Regions from separate parts of the Pan troglodytes genome. Here region 1 is linked to region 2. The links are chromatin contacts, called in public capture Hi-C maps. All regions are on one chromosome and are shown on one strand. The core of a region is the stretch at or near the end of the contact, and the rest is flanking DNA. Distances in the headings are between cores, read along the strand shown.

Region 1 (5,699 bases), core at 2,348-4,847, 270 kb after region 2:
CACAGCTCTCTCCTACTTCTGACCTTGTGTCTTACCATAATCTGAGTTCCTAAACAACTCCCTGCTGCCTGGTTGGATAGGTAGCTCTATGATCTCATGGCACACTTGACTATCCCACTGTAGTTCTTTCCACCAACTATTATTTTCTTGTATTTTTCTCCCAGAAGACTGGGAGCTCCTTGGGAACAGTTCTATGCCTTGTTCACTGTTGTATCTTCAGGGCCTAGCATGGAGTAACAGACATTCTGCCAATGTTTGGTGAATATTTGAAGGAAGGAGGGAAGGAAGGAGAGGACCCTGCCCCTATCCTCCAAAGACTTGATCATCACACTATGACACATAAGATGTGAGGTAAATGGAGAATGTCAGTGGAGAATTCATGATTAAGCGCACACCCAGAACTTGGAAACAAGGTCATCTGTCTTACTGAAGCCATATATTCATGCACCATGCTTGTGCTTAGCCATCTGTGGTAATAAATCAAGACACAGCAAGGGCAGAGTTGAAAATCTGGGAATACCAGAGCCCAAACTAGTTGACCTGGGGGTAATCTTTGAATGGTGACTTGTATACTAAAATGTAGAAGCCAAATGAATTCCAATATTCCAAGTGCAAAGAAAGTGTTGGGGAAGAGAAGGATGGAGTGGCCAGCCTGGTGCTGAGAACCAAGAAGATCCAAGAGCCTGCAGTTGGCATTTGTGTGTCCAGCATTGTCCCTGTTCAGGAAGAGAGGCTTTGGCCAGTGGTTGTGAGCACTGGCATTTCCTCAGCAAAGCTTTTGCTTCCATGAAAAGGAGAATTCCAGGGTATCTCAGCTGAAAGACCCTTCCTATGATGCCCTCAATCCCTGTATTCTGAATCTACACACACCACAGCAACCTTCTGAGGAGAAACTAGCTTCATATTGAAGCTCTCTGTGACTATCAGGAGGAAGATATGGGGGTGGTGTTGACATGAGTCCTCTAGCCTATGTGACAATGAAATACCTCACGGGAAACAAGCCCAGTGGGATTTTGGTTGGTTTGCTGAGCTCTTAGGATCAGTCCGTGAGAATGATCAACTGAGGGAGCCTCATCTAGTTGAGTTTCTGGATCCAAGGAGCTGGATTCCAGAACCTCTGTTGGGGTGAATGTGTGAAGGTGATACTCTGACTCCTCCTTTTCTCCACTCCATTCATTGGTTAGTTTATTCCTTTAATATTTGTTCAATGCCTACTATGTGCATATGATGTGTTAGGCAGTCACAGAAGCACCTGGCTTTGCTCGATATCTAGAAGAGAACCAGGGATATCAACCACTAGGGGCAACAGAGTGTGCGAGGTGCCAAGCTGGAAGCCCGGAGGACCCAGTGTGGGTGGGAGGTGAGTGAGAGAAGAGGAGAGGCCTGAGAGGGGGTGGTCCATTCTGCTGGGGCAGAGAGAGGACCGGAAAATATTCACTAAGTGGTGACTCTAGCTGAATCCTGAAAGATGAATACGTGATTCCTGGCAGATGAGGTGGAGGAGGGTGGGGGAATATATTGGTGGCGGCTAGATTCCAGGCCAAGAGTGCATTGTGAACAAGGCTCAGAGAAACCGATAGCTGGAATATAAAGGGTTGGAAGAGGGCAGCATGGGTTTAGAGAGATAAGCAAGAACAGAGCCTGCTGTTGTATAACTGCAGGGGCAGCCATCTCATTGTATTCTGTGTGAAGAGGGCCTCCTCCAGCTGTGGACCGTGGGGCCCTGGGGAAGAGCCAGATCACAGAGGGCCTTGTTTGTCTTTGGAGCTTAAGACTTTGTTCAGAAAGCCACGGAGCACAAGTGAATCATTTCAAGCAAAGAATAGCATGTTTTCAGATTTATATTTTTAAAAATGTACAGAAGCAGCAATGCAAAGTTGAAGTTGATAGAGAAAGACTCTGGGGAGTGTAACCAATTATGTCACTATTGAAACTGTCAGGAAAGAATCCACGGGGGCCTGATCCAAGGTAGAAATGGTAAGAATGAGAGGAAGGGATGGTTAGAAGAGATGTGGATCATGAGAATCTATAGGACCTGGTGAGTGATGATGTCATCCTTCGGAATGGGTAACCCCGGAGGGGACTGAGGGGAAAAGACAATGAGTTTTGGACACCTGGAGTCCGAGGAGGCCATAGGATCTCCAGGTGAAATTGGGCAGGAGGAAGTTGGAGATAGAAGACAGGCAATCAGAGGGACGCTGTTGCTTGCAGTGTGCACTCCGGTGCACATAGCATGGTAGCGACCATGGGGGTGCGTGGGGTAGGCCTGGGAGAGTGTGGAGGCTAAAAGGGAAGGGGAGAGAGCCAAGGACAGAAAATTGGGAAACAGCTACATTTTAATTTCAGGAAGAACCTGAGGAGTCTGCCAAGAAGACTGAGAAGGTATAGATGGAGAGGTAGAAAGCAGAATCCCAGAGAGAGTAGGGTCTCAGCAGCCAAGTTTAAAGAAGGATGCGATCAATGGTGTTAACTGCTCTTTGGACTGTCCCCACAGCACAGGACAAGACCATATCAGTTCCAGCAGGTTCCACTGAAGAAAGCTCATGTGCCTTGCAGAAACAAGACCTCCAGCCCAGTCTAACAGGAGACCAACCACATGTCCATCCCATTCCCTCCCAAGGCATGACAGCGCCTGGCTGAGATGCTTGTGTGTATTCTCTGTGTGAAGCTGAGCATGCAACCTTCAAAGAAACCACAAAGGAGCTACTCGTTTTTAAAGGAAAAACACATGAACTCCATGGGCATAAGGAAGACATTAAAACAGAGTTGGGGAGAAGTTCTTCTCCTTCCATTTCATCGTACCCTTCACAGAAATAATTGACTGCTTGAATATATGGTCATTGAAACACACATACACACACATACACGCACATGAAAACAAGAGCTGGAATATTTGACTCTGCTTTCCATTTCCCACCACCCTAGATAACATAGGATACAACATGGCTTCACTGCACACATGTGTTTTCTGGCTTAAAAACACTGAGAGTAGATCCCTGTGGAAAGAAATATGAAAACCTGAGGATTCATGCGAATGTAGCCAGAGACTCTTACAGAGGGGTCTTCAATTTGCTGGCAGGGCTGGGGGAGAGCTGGGACAATTTTACTGCCATGAAATTGGCTCCAGATGGAGGCCAGGAAAGGTGTTTACCCCCTGCTGGTGCCAGACACAGAGAGAGCCTGCAGTACCTTGCATCTTAGGCTCAGAATTGCCCAGTGCTGGGCAGCAACCCCACTGAGGGTCTGGCCAGAGCTCACGGGGATGGGTGGACCAGGCTGTCTGTTGCTTGGAAAAGGCCATTTTGAATATAATGACTTTCACATGGACTGTGGGGCTTGGGGGAAGGCATCGTGGCTAGGGTCTGGAGGGGAAGAGGGAGGAAAGCAAAGAGGAGCTTCCCTATGAGGCAACAGAAATGACAGTACCTTCTCCAGGTTGAATTTCCAAAACCCAGCTCTGCCCTGGAAGACTGGGACTGTGGCATCCTCTGCAGTGTTCCCAGACCGCCCTAAGGCCCCCAAACCAATGATTCACAACTATGTTGCTTCCCCAGAGAGCATCTCCCCCTTTGGTTGACATGTGGCCAGCTCAGGGGTGGAGGAGCTCCGGCAGCCACGAACCCAGACGGGATGTTGACTGAGAGCTTTGTGGCCATGGCAGATGGGAGGGGTGAGCTTCACCCACTCAAAGGCACCCGCACCCCACCGATGAGTGTGGAATTGTGCTCTCCCGCCCTCGCAGTGAGACGACCGACCAGGACTGCAGGCTGAGCAAATGGGTGTTCTCTGGCTTATAGCGCCCCCTAGCACCAGCCAGCGGGATAGAGCTCCATGAACTCTCCAAGGAGCCACCACCTGCCTGTCTGAATGCTGGCAAGGGGTCGGTGGTGCTGATCACTGGACCCATTCAACCAATACTTATTAAACTCGTTGTTACCAACACTTAATCCCTGTGTTCTAGGGGCTTACACTCCAGGAAGGGAAACAGATGGGTAAATAATCACATTAGAGTCAGCTAAGTATTGTCAAAGAAGTTAATACAGGGTGTTGTGGGGATACATGGGAGGGGAATCAGAGGAGGTTTCCCGGAGGAGGTGACATCTCAACTGAGGTCCGAAGGATGTGGAAGAGTTCAGTAACTTCTGAAGACCAAAAAAATGGTGATAAAAAAGACACCTTCCTAACTTTTTAGTGCTACGATCCAAGAGACAAACAAGCAGGTGAACGCATAACTACACTGGGCTCCACCATAAGCCAGACCCTGTCTCTCCTAGGACTTTGGCATCACAATCTTCTCTGAAATTCTGTTTTCGGCATTGATTCTTGGGGGAGGTAGCAATATAGGAACTCAGTGTTCGTTGCGAAACTGATGGATGATCTTCAGTCTTGGGTACGTTCCCATGTGTCAAACCTGTTTAAATGGCAGGACCCATCTCCCCTTCAGAAGCATTCACTTGTCCTACAGGATTCCCCGTGGAATGTTGGAGTTTTTGAGGTGAGAGGGATCCTGGATACCACTGAGTTCTATCTTTCATCCAATAAACACAGAAGTCGACGCCTGGACAGGCAAAGTGACTTGACCAAGGCAGGTGCACAGCTATTCTGCAACATTGGGAACAAATCTCAGGTCTTTTGATTTTTTGTTTCCATTTTACTCCCTTTTCATTTCCCAGAAACAAAGTTTTCATGTGCTTTTTTTTATAGTGATATGTTTGGAATGCATTAGCTAGTAATTTAGGAAGGGAAAAAAATAAACACACAAGAGATAAACCTGTCAGGAGGACAAACCTGTATTTCTTCTGATTGGCTCAGAGGGTGATTATTATCATGGTAGAGAATTATTTAATCAGTGTAAGTAAAATTTCTCTGTGGGCTGGGCACTGTACAAAGACTCAAATGAATCTGTCTACAGATCTGAAAAGCAGATACGAGATCTGTGAATGGCTGGGGTTTCCAAGCCCACAGTACAAGCATGGGCCACACCTTACAGCTTGGAGGACTGAGCCCTGAAAATGGGCAAGTTCCTTCATTTGTCTGAACCTTATTTTTCCCACATTTAAAACAAGGATGAGTAGTTTCTGAGGTCCTTTTTATGACTTCTCTTCCTACAGACTCTAGCATCCTATAACTTGATACAAAGAGGGTGGATATGAACTCACCTTTCCTAGAAAAGTTCCAGGAAAGAGAATACCAGGTCATCCTAGTAGGTGTGTAGACAGGCCAGATAGATCTTGAAACTTACTCAGTTCTTCCCAGATGTATAACTCTATCATTGTTCTCAGCTGTCAAGAGAAAGCAGGAGAGCCTGCATCTTCATTCTTTTTTTTTTTTTTTTTTTTTGGAGACGGAGTCTCACTCCGTCACCTAGGCTAGAGTGCAGTGGCATGATCTCAGCTCACTGCAAGCTCCGCCTCCCAGGTTCACGCCATTCTCCTGCCTCAGCCTCCCAAGTAACTGGGACTACAGGCGCCCACCACCACACCTGGCTAATTTTTTGTGTTGTTAGTACAGACGGGGTTTCACCATGTTAGCCAGGATGGTCTCGATCTCCTGACCTCGTGATCCGCCCACCTTGGCCTCTCAAAGTGCTGGGATTACAGGCGTGAGCCACCGCACCCAGCCTGCATCTTCATTCTTACTGTTAGCCTCAGGTTCACCCCACCTAGCTTATTAAGTGATGTTGAATAATCAATTCTTAC
Region 2 (4,899 bases), core at 2,257-4,756:
GCCTCGTGATAAAACTTGAATTGATGAGGAGCTGCTTCTTATGGATAAGCTAATAAAGTGATTTCTTGAGATGTAATCTACTCCTGATAAAGATGCTATGAAGGGGCCAGGCGCAGTGGCTCATGCCTGTAATCCCAGCACTTTGGGAGGCTGAGGCGGGCGGATCACGAGGTCGGGTGATCGAGACCAGCCTGGCAAACACGGTGAAACCCCGTCTCTACTAAAAAATATACAAAAAATTAGCCGGGAGTGTTGGTGGGCACCTGTAGTCCCAGCTACTCGGGAGGCTGAGGCAGGAGAATGGCATGAACCCGGGAAAGCGGAGTTTGCAGTGAGCCGAGATCGCGCCATAGCACTCCAGCCTGGGCGACAGAGGAGACTCCGTCTCAAAAAAAAAAAAAAAAAAAAAATGCTATGAAGATTGATGAAAAGACAACAAAAGGATTTAGAATATTACATAAACTTAGTTGATAAAGCAGCAGCAGGTTTTGCGAGGACTGACTCCAAGTTTGAAAGAAGTTCTACTATGGGTAAAATGCTATCACACAGCATCACGTACTGCAGAGAAATCTTGTGTGAAAGGGTGAGTCAATGCATGCAGCTAACTTCACTGTTGCCTTATTTTTATAAATTGCCTCAGTCACCCCTTGCTTCAACAACCAGTACCCTGATCAGTAAGCAGCCATCAGTATTGAGGCAAGACCCTCCATCAGCAGAAAGGTTACTATTCACCCAGGGCTCAGATGATTGTTAGTAATAAAGTATTTTATCATTAAGGTATGTACTTTGTTTTTTTCAGACATAATGCTATTGTACTTAAGAGACTACAGTATAGTGTCAATATAGCTTTTATATGCACCAAAAAATTTGTGTGACTCCCTTTATTCTGATATTTACTATATACTGGGGTGGTCTTGAACCGAACCAGCAATATCTCTGAGGTATGTCTGTACACAGTTGTGTACAATTATACAATTTCCCTTTTCTTAAAAATATCTCCTGCTTTTCCAGAAAGAGAAACACAAACAAGAAAAATGAATGGGACATTTTATCTAAGACCTGTGGAAGAGGAAGCCATTTGGTGGCCAAGGTTAACTTTTTTTCAGGAAGTAATGAATCTGTTGCTTTTAATAATAGTGACTGGAAGACCACAACATGATAGTAATGCCTTCTTTCTGATATATATATATATATCAGAAAGAAGGCATTACTATTTTCTTAATATTTATTTATTAATATTAATAATATTAATAATAAAATATTTAATATTTTATTAATATTAAAATTTATTTATTTTATTTTGTTTTTTTGAGATGGAGTCTCCCTCTATCGCCCAGGGTGGAGTGCAGTGGCGCAATCTCGGCTCACTGCAACCTCCACCTCCTGGGTTCAAGCGATTCTCCTGTCTCAGCCTCCCGAGTAGCTGGGATTACAGGTGCACACCACCACCACATCTGGCTAGTTTTTTTGTATTTTTAGTACAGATGGGGTTTCACCATATTGGCTAGGCTGGTCTCGAACTCCTGACCTCGTGATTCGCCCGCCTCGGCCTCCCAAAGTGCTGGGATTACAGGCGTGAGCTACCGCGCCCGGCCTCTGATAGGTTTTTAAGAAGATCCTTAAAAGATTGCAGCGAGACTGCCTGCTTTGGTTTCTTGGTGCACAGGTGCTCTGAAGCTCCATGCTGCTGCCAGAGCAAGTGTGCCCAGGAGGTTTTGATTGCAAGAGAGGATACGGGGCGGATTTCTCTCAAGACCTGCACGCAAAATATCAGAGCAGCTGATATTCTTTGAGAAAGTTAGTTAGCCATTGCCATGATTGCTTTTCATCTTTTTACAATAGTTTGTCCATTCTCTAATAAGTGGTGGAATGTAGTAATGCTGGAAATATTTGAGGAGGAATTTCAATGGCCAAGGTTTTATAGATGATCTTCCCTTTTTCTATCTTTCTTACTCTAGCTGGTTGACTCACAAAGCAATCATCAGGCACCACTCATTGAAATGAATAAACACTTCCTAGGTTTGAAAGGTCTGAAAGGCCAGACTTGTAAATCTACCATTTTCTGCCTCCTTGGGCAAAGCCTCAACTTTTACCTCGCAGTACAAAGGCTCATGCCTATAATCCCAGCACTTTGGGAGGCTGAGGTGGGCGGATCACCTGAGGTCAGGAATTTGAGACCAGCCTGGCCAACATGGTGAAACCCCATCTCTACTAATACTACAAAAATTAGCTGGGCGTGGTGGTGTGCACCTGTAGTCCCAGCTACTCAGGAGGCTGAGGCAGGAGAATCACTTGAACCTGGGAGGTGGAGGATGCAGTGAGCCGAGATCGCACCACTGCACTCCAGCCTGGCGACAGAGCAAGACTCTGTCTCAAAAGAAGAAAAAAAAAGGAAATAATGACATTTTCACTGCAGGACGGCTGGGAAAATAAAAGTGAGAAAATAGGTGGGACATTCCCTGGCACAGTGCTTGGTGCATATTAGGTTCTTAATAAATTAACCTTCTATTTCCCTTCTCCTTTCTTGACTTTTTAAAGAGGTTGACCAACCCCATAGTCTCATTCATTCTGTGAATAAAGTATTCAGGTGCATTTTCCCAGAGCCCCTTGTGGGAATCACATGTGGATCCCTCGGTGCATTTCAGCACCCTCACTGCATGCTTTCGCGCAGTGGCTCGTCCTGGGTCATACCTTGCGGAGGTGGGCGTGGCTGGGGCTGTCCTAGCTGAGGCCCCAGCTGGGCTTGCCCTGGGGATTTCGCTGATTTAATCTGTGGAGCCTAGAGCAGAAGAGAAAAGAAGCCTGTTGGTATCACCACAGCCCTTTATTTCCTGGGTGAGAGGGCAGCATTTATGAAGATCTTTTTATCATTGAGAAGAGACTCTTACACATAAAGTGTACAGTTCTGGAGTATACAGTGTAGTGAAGTTCTATATGTGTATACGTCGGTGTAACCACTGCCCAGATCAAAACAGAGGGCATTCTCTGCGATGAAGCCTGCCCCGTGCCCCTTCCCAGCCAGCAGCCCCGTCAGTATAATAACTACAATTCTGATGTTTGTTATCATAGATTACTTTCTGTGGGGAAATCTGGGCTGGGAGGTGGAAGTTTGGGGACTTGCTTTTACATAAAGCTGGGGAGCTGGCAAATTCTTTGGAGAGCAGTCTGGTACTCCATGGTGGGAACTGTGGAGGGGAGGAGCGACGTGGGATCTCATTGAGGTTGGGGAAAATGGGAGACACAATAGCGTCCATTGACTGGTTCCCTGGGAGCACACAGAGGGCTTGTGTGTCCATATGCTCTCGCACACGCACGCACACACATCCTGCTCAGGCCCAGCACCGAGGGCACAGAAGGGACAGCAGTCAATCATCTCTGCCCACAGTGCCCAAAGGCCATTTGAGACAAGATTGTTCTCCCCAGGATGGTGAAGAAGGGAAGGGGCCTCTGAAAGCCTCCTCAATTCACTTACTGGGGCAGGCTGTGAAAGCTCTCCCCAATGTCTGGCCTTCGTCCACACCCCCATTCCTTCTCCCCAAGGTGGTTTCTTCCTGGGGGTATCCCCTTTGGATCCAGGGGCTCCCCATTTCCATACAGCCTGGCATTTCTCATGGCTATAAAGTCTCCTTTGATCGTGAGGGTCTTACCCAAGGTCTGAGGGGGGAGGGCGCTGTGCCTCCTGGCATCGGGAGCTGGCTCATTTTGGAGACAACAAGGTCGGCCATCAGCTGTCTGTCCTCTTCCACATGCTCTCCAATCAGCGGCATTGAGCTGTCCATTACCTGTGGGGAGGAAGGGAGAGCTGAGGGACCCCCATACCAGGAGAGATGGCGGTTGGGCATCACATCCCAGAAGTGGGGGCTCAGGGCTCAGGACAGAAGTGACCACCAGATGGCGATGTCCTCCATGCAAATCACCTCCAGCTGGGACTGGCCGTCAGAGACATCAGTTCCCTTCGGTTCAGTCTAAACCACTCCCTGGAGGTAGTTCAATTCGGCCCACGTTTGCTGGATGACAGCAATGCGACAAGGGCCAGGGAGCCTCTGCCGACCTTTTCTGTGCTTTTCTTTGGGGAGCCGCTCTCCGCCCCCTCCTTTCTCACCCTGGCCCCCTCCCAGGGTCGGGGCTGGCCACCTCTCCTTTGGCCCCAGGTCAAGGCTGCTTTCCACAAAGCAGAAACAGTAAAGGTGGGGGCTTGATCATGACAAAAATATGACGCGGGCTGGAGTTGACCCAGGGTTCAGGGGAAAGAGGGAAGAGGAAAGGCCTGTTTTCCGGGGCCCTGGCAAAACACAGGCGGGAGGGAAAAGCATTCCACAGGGAGCTGGGCTGTTCTCAAAGTGCTTCTATCGGGAGGAACCTGAGGGATCCGAGTTTCCCCTTCTGCTGTTTTTACACATAGAGCAACTGAGGCCCAGAGATGGGAGGGGACTTGCCCAAGGTCACACAGGCCAATGCTCCACGTGATTCCCTAGGCATGGGAAGCTATGGGAGATCTGGAAGGGGTGTCTGTCAGGCCTTGGCGCATCTGCGAATCAGCTGGCCGCGTCACCCTCTCTGCTCCACTGCAGGAGTCGGCGGCCTGCATTCACCCACGCCACCCCATCAGACTCACCGTCTTGTCTCCCCTGTTCCCACGCTCTGGACATATTAGGTTTTCTCTCTCCTCCAGGTTCTTATGTAATCCCTCTACCCACTCCTTACCTGGCCAACTCCTTTCATCCAACAGGGAACAGCTAACTAGGTCTTCCTCCAGGAAGCCCTCTCTGATAGGGCAAGCTCTGACGAGCCACCTGACATCTGTATCCTGCCGTTCTCACCTGGTTTCACACGGGACAGCTTATCCACAGCACTGTCACCCCTTGCTTACTATGTCTCCACCACCAGACTGGGAGCCCC

Evidence for each region. Capture Hi-C pulls out chosen DNA fragments and counts their contacts.
Region 1: a contact with region 2 is called in a capture Hi-C map of stem cell-derived neural stem cells, with 7 times the contacts expected there. The contact joins two enhancer-like sites. A contact is called at or near these places in 4 of 7 Hi-C or Micro-C datasets (blood, induced pluripotent stem cells and stem cell-derived neural progenitor cells) and 1 of 1 other capture datasets (stem cell-derived neural stem cells).

Annotation. Positions count from the first base shown.
Region 1 is chr23:34,894,059-34,899,757 of NHGRI_mPanTro3-v2.0_pri, forward strand. The region is part of intron 6 of SYN3 (synapsin III); the gene reads right to left. Among named protein-coding and RNA genes, the nearest start is that of TIMP3, 5.5 kb to the right of the region's middle. Within about 2 kb of position 3,598, at least 6 of the 24 cell types and tissues checked have an H3K27ac peak or open chromatin away from gene starts, as enhancers often do. A contact at or near this core is called in stem cell-derived neural stem cells, where this site is marked.
Region 2 is chr23:34,623,670-34,628,568 of NHGRI_mPanTro3-v2.0_pri, forward strand. SYN3 (synapsin III) reads right to left here. Exons shown (of 14, transcript XM_054675522.2): 11 at 3,648-3,782; 12 at 2,692-2,779. Among named protein-coding and RNA genes, the nearest start is that of BPIFC, 54 kb to the left of the region's middle. Within about 2 kb of position 3,507, at least 9 of the 24 cell types and tissues checked have an H3K27ac peak or open chromatin away from gene starts, as enhancers often do. A contact at or near this core is called in stem cell-derived neural stem cells, where this site is marked.